2 separate regions of the Mus musculus genome follow, and region 2 is linked to region 1. Evidence: chromatin contacts called from public Hi-C data. All regions are on one chromosome and are shown on one strand. Each heading gives the region's core, a stretch centred on a gene start, on an enhancer-like site or on the middle of the called end of the contact. The rest is flanking DNA. Distances are from core to core; before and after follow the strand shown.

Region 1 (4,421 bases), core at 1,240-3,739:
TCACAGGCCCTGCCCAAGGCCCACCCTGGCTGGCCAGGCCCACACCGCTGACACGCCTCAGAGGAAACAGTAGGGCTGCCTGAGGGTCCCTGGGGAGGCTGAGCCAGGCTTACAGAAATTCGACTGGCATTTCCTCCCTGTGAGGCCTGCCAGGGCTGCACTCCAGCTTCCTTGAAAGGGAACGACCATGCTGAGGACCCTGTGAGTGAGAGCTATACAGAGGCAGCTGGCCTGAAGAACTGAGCAGCCCCTGCCATGCCTGAAATGGAGGGTGCATTCTCAGGAGACTCTCTTCTACGACCCTCGATAAAGCTTTGCCTACGAAGAGCCCAAACTTACCCTCCCCAGTCATGAGTAGAAGCCAAGACTGCTCCGGCAGGCCACATGTTGGAAAGGGGCAGGCAGGAAGCTGGACGGCATTGTGTAGCGGGATGCAGCTGGAGGATTCCAGCTATCATGGCCATTCTCTTCAAGAGTGAGAGATCCGGACACGCTCACTGGCTGGATGAACCACGGTTCATCTGTTAGCATAGCATGGCAGAAGGTGCCTGACACACTCTGGTAGAGCAAAAGTCTCCTGAAGGAGAGAGAGGTTGTTGGCAGGACGGCTGTGTGGATAGCCTAGACCCCTAGGAAACTCAACCTAACTCCTCTGACGTATCCACCCAATAGGTTCTTTGCTCCGGCCCCTCAGTAGCCTCCCCCACACACTCAAGCTGTCTCCTACTCTCTCTTAGAAGACACATTTTTTTTTCTTTCCTCACTGGATCTATTGGGTTATATAGATGTGTTCCATGAGAGTGGGGCTCAGAATTTGCTCATCCTTAAACACGTGGCATAGATTGTCTTGTTGAATTGATGAAAGAAAAAAAGAGGGAAAGGAATAAGGGGGGGGGAAGCGAGGGAGGGAGTGCGGGAGGAAGGACCTGTGCTTCCATGGGCATGTGGTGTCCTCATATAGCTTAAGAACTCTGGGCAGCTTACTCCCTCATGCTCACTGTCCAAATGCCGCTACCCGCTGGGTACCACCAGGGCAAGAAGCCCCAGCTGTTCACTTGCATTCCTCGCATTTGACCCAGAAGGAGTGAGACAGTTTCTGACTCACACACAGGCATCTGTGAGTTCTCAGTCCACAGGGACTGAGAAGGAAAGCCTGCCCCTTCTCTGAAGGGAGAGGCACATTTCTACCCCATTTGCAAAGCTTTGCTAATTTCCTGCCATCCACAGTGGATGCCCTGCCTCTGCTGTACAGGTTCATAGTCCAGACCAAATCCTGGGGCCACAGGGTATTTCTGCACTTCTCCAAATACTTTCTTTTTTTTGGACTTTGGATCCAGAGGTGAGGGATCATTCCATTGAAGTGTTTGGTTCCTCTCAGTCCCCAGCACTTGGATACCTTGCAAAGTTGTAGGAATGCTTCAAGAACCATTATGATTTCGTAGTTTTGCAAGACTGAGTCAAGACATCATTCACAGCTTCCCGTCCATCTTCCAGCTTGACTTCTCAAGCAACCAGGGGCTTAATGAGTGTGGCAAAACTCTTAAAGACCCATAGTGGTCTGCATATCAGGGATGGTTGGAAGCAAATAGCAGCCTTTTGGTTGCCAGGGCGACAGAGGCTGCTGATGGGTGGGGGTCTGAGAATATTATCCAGGATCATTGCTCCTCCCCAAAGATAAACAGTGCTCCTCCTACATAGAGACACTGAGCTGCCTCCTGTTGGATGGAGAACCTAAGCCAAAGTCATGCAGCAAGCTGGGCCCCAGCCTCTTCCGTGTTCCTTCCCTGCAGAAGCACCGCTGGCAGCTGGAACTGACAGGAACCCACTGGCCCTCCAGGTTCCTGGATCTTGGCCCCCGGTCTATCAGCACCAGAGAGGCTTTAAGGAGTGTGTCTATGAATGCCCTATAGTACTCACCAGCGGCTGCACCTTCTCCAGCCCATGCTGGTGGCCAGATGTCCTGACATGGCTCAGCGTGCGCCTAAGGGGTGGGAGGGAAGAGCCTGAACTGTGGGCTAGGGCCAGAGCTATTCTACAATTACAGTGTCCAGAGCCATGAGCTCATCCAGACGTGAAGAAAGCTCTCTTTTGATGTGAGCCCGGGGCGCCAGTGAGTACAACCTCTGGGGCCCAGGCTGGCCAGGGGAAAAAGGAATGCCACGGTAACCCTAAGTCAGTGCTGCGTGCTCCCAGGGGTTCTCCGTCCTCAAAAGTCTCTCCCCCAGATACCGGCCACAGGCCACAAGAGTCTTTTTATTTTTGTTTCTTTATTTTGAGACAGAGTCTAGCTGCATAGCCCAAGCTGGCCTCAAACTCTTTATTCTCCTACTTTGGTCTCCTAAGTGCTAGGACTACAGGCAGATGAGAAAGGTCCTAGGTTTGATTCCCTAGCACTTAAAGCCCCGCTGTCCTCGCTGCTCAATGTGTCAATCATCTGCTCTCAGCCCATGCCTCTGCAGTCCCTCCTCCCTCCACATCCATCCTTGGTGCTGTTCTGAAACACATCCCAGGCATGACATCATCTCATACATAAATATTTGGGTATGTGTCTCCACAAGGACTATTCCAGACAAAAACCTATCAGGAGCCATTGTGACACAGCCACTGCACATTAAAACCATCAATCATCCCCGATGCTTGATTAGCAAATACTGAAAGGGTTGATGCTCAATTTGTGTTTACTACCTAATTGGTTTTTGTGGGGGTACCTTTAGAACCAAATGAAGCCTGCACAATGCCACCGCTTGGTACATCTCCTGAGCCTCTACTGGCCTCAAGGTTTTTCGTTTTATCTTTGCTTGCAGTTTATTTACTGGGAGAAGCTAGTCTGTCTTGTGGTGTCTGGCTGTGTCTGGACTCTGCTGATTGCCGCTCTGTGGTGTAGTTCAACAGGTCCTTCTCCTCTGCTGCTCCTGTAAATGTGCAGTTAGGCATAGAGGCTGGGCCAGGGTCAAGTGTACGCTTTAGTGTTTGTTTTGGCAAGACTATATCATATCATTAGATGGCACTGAGCTCTGTCAGGAGACAACATATGGCAAGCACTTCTCGTGTGTGTGTGTGTGTGTGTGTGTGTGTGTGTGTGTGTGCGCGCGCGCACGCGCGCGCTTGCGTATAAGAGAGAGAGGGAGAGGAAGAGGGAGAGGGAGAGAGAGAGAGAGAGAGAGAGAGGGAGACCATTGTTGTGAGTGTATGTATTTGATATCTATTTAGAGACAGGGTCTTGTTATGCAAATCCATTACAAACTGAAATTGATGTGTGTGTATACACATCTGATAGATATAGCATGTATATATGTATACATATATGTGTAAGTAGATGTTTGTATTTCTTGTTTTGAGACAAGATCTCACCTTGTAACCCAAGCTAGCTTCCACCCTCCTGCTACCGTCTCTAAGGGCTGGGATTTCAGGCATGGGCCACCACATCCACTTGGTATTAGAATTCACGCGTTTTGCATTGATTGGTTGGAATCCATCTATAAAAGACTGCCCCACCTTCTTACTGGGTACTAAGAGATTCTGGCTAATAGACAAAACGTTTCTCACCTTTCTCACTGGACCTCTAGGATAAGTGGCTGAAAGCAGGCAGATTTCTCACCAACAAACACAGCAAACTGGCTTTGCACGTATCCAGAGCTAGACTGCATCTATGTCATGGAGCACGCTGGTGGAGCCAAAGGCTCCAAAGTCTGGGAACTAGGAACTCAGTGCAGGACCTGCCAGTCATACGCCCTAGGACATCGACAGATCCTGTGGACTTGGGCTTTGTAATGTGAGGATCCCTCCTCACCAGGGCTAACACAGGTCCATGCATTCCCACCATTACCACTTGGGCCTGGGGTCCCTTGCTTGGATTTTTCCTGGATCCTCGAGCACCTTCCTGGGAACGCTGTCTTCTTCCTGGCTGACTCTGGAAGGGGCAGCATTCCTCAGAAGGTTCAGGCTTCTCCTAGCAAGATGGCTACAGAATTTCTGAGGCTATCATCATCATGAATTTCAAGGCAGTGGCAACAGAGGATTCAGTCAGGCACAGGTCGTTCAGAGCACAGGGCTCTGACTGACACTTCTCCTTGGCCCCAGGAAGCTGGTCCTGGGCATATATGTGCTTGAAAGTGTGTGGGCATCATTCATCTAAGGCAATATCTTAGACTGTTCTGTTGCTGTGAAGAGACCAAGGCAGGTTATAGAAGAAAGCATTTCGCTGGAGGCTTGCTTACAGTTTCAGAGAGTCCATGTTCATCGTAGCAGGTAGGCCTGGCCATGGAGCTGCGAGCTTACATCCTGATCCAAAGGCAGCAGGCAGAGAAAGAGACTGGGCCTGGCATGGGTTTTTGAAACTTCAAAACCCACACCCCAGTGACAGGCCTTCTCCAACAAGGTCATAGCTCCTCCAACAAGGCCACACCTAATCCTTCCTGTCT
Region 2 (4,421 bases), core at 1,385-3,884, 140 kb before region 1:
CTCAGTGGGTAGTTCCTGAGAGATCGTCACATTCCTAGCATCCAGACTGTGTCTTAGTTCATGTGTGTCTTCCTTTCATGTCCGCAACTCTCTCAGGGATTACGTATTCACTCAGCTGATCACCCCTGTTGTCACTTGCCGTCCCGGCATCCTGGATTTGACATGAGCTGGTGGGCATGTCATAGAGCCTGCTTGCCTTCTGCCCAGGCCATGCCTCTGACTCCTGCAGCTCAGAAAGCAGGGTTCCACTTTCCCTTTCCAGTGGATTTCTGTTGCCCGAGTCTACATTCTGATCCCTTCTTAGGGCTAGGATGGAGACATCTCCTGGTAGAGGAACAACTGTTCCCTCTCCACGCTGTGTTTTTGTATTGAGAATACAGTATGGTTGCCACCCAAAACTCACTGGACCCAGCCTCAGCTTCTGCAGCCTCAGTGATGCACAGCTCCTCCAGGGGGATGTTAGCAGTGTGTTCTAGAAGCTTGGCTGGGTTCTTCCTACTCTCTTCTCCAGGTCTAGTTGGAACCCAGGCCTGCCTCAGTTTCTCATCTTCTAGAGCATTACCTGTATGCAACTATTCATTTCCCTGAGTGTAAGAGATGGTTTTCTAGCATGGGATGGTGGTCTAAAGCCAGGCCAAGTTTAAGCGGCATTTTCTACTTACACGAGCACGCTCTCTTGGCATCTTCTGGCCTTGTTGGTTCCCGGGAGCCATGGCTGTCTGAGTTGTCTTTATAATTACAGGAACATTTACTGTATAGCTTTACCACAAAGAGTCCTATCCATGGATTTTTTTTCTTAACATAAAAATTATCTTCTTCCTAGGGCAGCAGTTTTCAACCTGTGGGTTGTGACCCCCTTGGGGTCATATATCAGATATCCTGCACACCAAATATTTACATGACAGTTTATAACAGTAGCAACTTACAGTTATGAAGTAGCAACAAAATAATTTTATGCTTGGGGTTCATTACAACATGAGGAATGGAATTAAAGGGTCCCAGGATTAGGAAGGTTGAGAACCACTGTCCTGGGGGGTATAATGCCCTCTTCTGGTCTCTAAGGGCACCCCACACACATGATACACTTATATACACACATGCAAAACACTCACACACATATAAACAAACAAAGAAACAAAAAATCTTTTAAAAGGTTGCCCTTGGTGCCAGGTGGCAGCAGCAAATGCCTTTAGTCCCAGCACTCCAGAGGCAGAGGCAGGACAGTCTCTGAGCTGGAGGCCAGCCTGGTCAATAGAAGGAGTTACAGGACAACTAGGGCTATACAGAGAAAACTAGTTTAGTTTTTGTCTCCAAAAACTAAAAAAAAAAAAAAAAAAAAAAAGGTGTCCTTGGGTTCTGATATCCCAGAAGTCACCAGTGAAACTGTCATAATCATAATCATTTTTAGGTGTCGTTTCCTCAGGTGTTCCCCACCTTTAAACAATTATTTATTATTATTGTGTGCTCCTCCACACGTGTGTGGAAGTCACAGGGCAACTCTGTGGAGCTAACACTCGCCTTCCGTCCTCTGTCTTCCTGCAGGTTCCAGGACTGAACTCAGGGCACCAGAATTGGGTTCCGAGTTGCTTTACCAGCTGAGCCATCTCTACAACCAACCACTTTTAAAAGTTTTATACTTTTTTTTTTTTTTTTTTTGACAGGGTCCTTGAATGGCCTGAAACTCACAAAGTAGGCTAGGCTGGCTGGCCAGCAAGCTGGGGGATCCACCGGTCTCCACCTCTCCAGGGCTGGGATTTCAAGCACTTTGAGAACACAGTCTGTGAACATTTTCAAAATCGATCTTTACCTACAACACAGGATGAATCCAATTCTTGTGAAAGACAGCCTGTCTTGGAGCTTTAAAAATACAAATTTCTATAAACTATCTTTGCTGGAAACAACTTCTTGAGAGGAAGGAAGTGGGAGAGACTGATGAGATGGATCCCATAGAACTAGAGGACTTTAATCCAAATCCGAAGCCAGGTATGGGGTTGGTGCACATCACCCTAGAGGAGGCATTGGTGTCAAGCCTCTTAATGGGCCACTTCTCTATACAGGAGCTTGAATGAGTCTCACTTATAGAGTGTCACTATGTGGCCCTGTCTGACCTGGGAACTTGTTATGTAAAACAGGGCAGTTAGGAACTCATAGAGGTCCCCCTGCCTCTGCCTCTCCAGTGCTGGAATTAAAGACCTGCACCACCACTGCCTGCTGCTTTTAACTTTTAAAATGTGGCTACAATAAATTAACAACAATGTAAGCGATTTACATTGTATTTCTACTGTTATAAAGAGGACATGTGTCCAACCACTGAGTGCCAAAGGTCATATTCTGTACAGCCAGCCCTCCTGAGTGTCCAGGATATTCCCACATATCCAGGACAGGGCAAAGGGACTTGTCCCTGCCCCAGGGAACAGCTGTGCTTCTGCTTTGAAAAGTGGCCACCAGAGCCCTTCTCAATCGTGGTTCCTGGGACATCGTTTCATTATTTATTCAGTATTTTTTTTTTTAATAATGCATTGTCAAGCCTAACCAGCGAAGTACAAGGAGAGAACTCTGTTTAATGGTCATGCCTCGCTTTGGCTGGGGTGTCGTAATTTCTGGTATTGCAGCAATGACCTCAGGCCTGCAGAGCTCTTCCAGAACATAACTCAGACTCCTCCTCTTTTCCCAGTGCAGGCCAGCATTCAGCCTTAGCCAGAGTGACACAGGGCTCTTGCTCATTCCCATATTTGTCCATTCAGAGTCCTTTGAGCATCTCAGGGTGTTAGATGCCGTGCTAGGCATTGGGGATGAAGGGTGACAAGTGCCGATCTAGAACCTGCAGGGAGGGAAGAGGGGGTGGATTCTGTTCTGTCTTGGGAAGACTTCGTTCAGGAGGTAACATTTCTCTTGAGTTTTGAAGGGTGAATAGGAGCCACACTGCAGAGGGAGCATCGCAGCCTTGTATGATGATAAACTCTACTACAATCCCCCAGAGAGCCCTGCTATCCTCCTGACCGTTAAATAGGAATCTCTGGGGGTAAGACCAGCCTTAGCATTCCCTGAGTGCAGCCATTTTAGAAAGCATGCGTTAGGGGAACGGCAGAGAGGCAACCCTTAAAAAATGACCATGGCGTGAGGACAACCTTCCAAAGACTAAGCACATCTCCAACCTGCCCAGGAGTCACGGGGCAACACAAGGATATGGGTTTTGAAAGCAGATATAAATGCTGGCTGCTAGAACTCAGCCTGTACTATATTCATTGATTTAGGGCTTTGATAGACAGATAAGTGTTTATTGAGTGTCTACTTTGTGCCAGGTATTGGGAGCTGGGAAGTGATCTTGTTTTTGCTTTCCTAGGGCTCACTGCCTTGAGGGGGAGGGGGTGAGATACTTCTCAAGCAGTGTGGGGGAGAATGTGAGGAGAGCTCCCCAGTACAGTTCCCTGCAGTCAGGAAAAGCTTCCCAGAGGAGGTGGCCTTAAGGAGGTAACTGGGCAGAATCTGCCAGAAAAGAGGGCAGAGGGAAGTAACTTTCAGTGCAGAGGCAGGAATGAGCTTGGTGAATTCAGAGAACTGCAAGTGTTTACACTGGCTGGAGTGTGTCGTGGTGTGGGGGAGGGCTAAGAAAGAAGTTGTGAGGCCTGCCAGATGCTTCTGCAGGCGAAGGTGCTTGCTGCCTGAGTGTGATCCCTGGAAACACAGGGTAAAAAAGAAAATTACCACCTCCTGCAAGCTGTCCTCTGACTTCCGTGTGTGTGTGTGTGTGTGTGTGTGTGTGTGTGTGTGTGCACGTGCGTGTGTGTGAATGTGGGGGGTCACATGTGTCTCACACACACAATCACACACACACACAATCACACTCATATACAGGCATGTACACACACACACACACACATAAACATAAATCTTATTAACGCGTTCTCACGCCCGGCCAGGAAGAACACAGCAAACCAGAATCTTCTGCGGCAAAGCTTTATTGCTTACATCTTCAGGAGCCAGAGTGCAAGAGAGCAAGAAAGGGAAATGGCGAAACCCCATCCCTTTTTAAGGAGAATTATCCTCCACCTAGGACGTATTACTCCCTGATTGGCTGCAGCCCATCGGCCCAGTTGTCATCACGGGAAAGGCAGAACACATGGTGGGAAAACTGCCCCTGCATGTGTGCAGACTATGTTTACCACTTAGAACACAGCTGTCAGTGCCATCTTATAATGGCAAATGTGAGGGCGGCTCCTCACAGATCCCCCTTTTCTTTTAATAAGAGCAATAGGCCACCCATATTAATGAGAGTGGAGATAGAGGTCAAATCCCCAGTGTGCAGGTAAAGGAGCCGTACACATAACCTCCTCCCAGGCTCATCACCCAGAGGGGTCCTGGTCTGGTCCCGTGTTGTTTTTCCTGGGGGAAGGACACTTGAACACTCAACCTTCTTGAAA

What was found. A called contact is a pair of places that touch in the nucleus more often than the background predicts.
Region 2: a Hi-C map of uterus shows a contact between it and region 1, with 2.2 times the contacts expected there. The contact joins two enhancer-like sites. A contact is called at or near these places in 6 of 39 promoter capture datasets (the C10 cell line, the HPC-7 cell line, cranial neural crest and 3 more), 5 of 484 Hi-C or Micro-C datasets (3T3-L1-derived adipocytes, the C2C12 cell line, bone marrow-derived macrophages and 2 more), 1 of 115 datasets of contacts at active chromatin or transcription factors (embryonic stem cells) and 1 of 9 other capture datasets (embryonic stem cells).

What each region holds. Positions count from the first base shown.
Region 1 is chr11:79,734,914-79,739,334 of GRCm38.p6, reverse strand. No RefSeq gene overlaps it. Among named protein-coding and RNA genes, the nearest start is that of Mir365-2, 11 kb to the right of the region's middle. Within about 2 kb of position 2,489, at least 94 of the 459 cell types and tissues checked have an H3K27ac peak or open chromatin away from gene starts, as enhancers often do. A contact at or near this core is called in the C2C12 cell line and uterus, where this site is marked.
Region 2 is chr11:79,876,519-79,880,939 of GRCm38.p6, reverse strand. No RefSeq gene overlaps it. Among named protein-coding and RNA genes, the nearest start is that of Gm24454, 15 kb to the left of the region's middle. Within about 2 kb of position 2,634, at least 69 of the 459 cell types and tissues checked have an H3K27ac peak or open chromatin away from gene starts, as enhancers often do. A contact at or near this core is called in the C2C12 cell line and uterus, where this site is marked.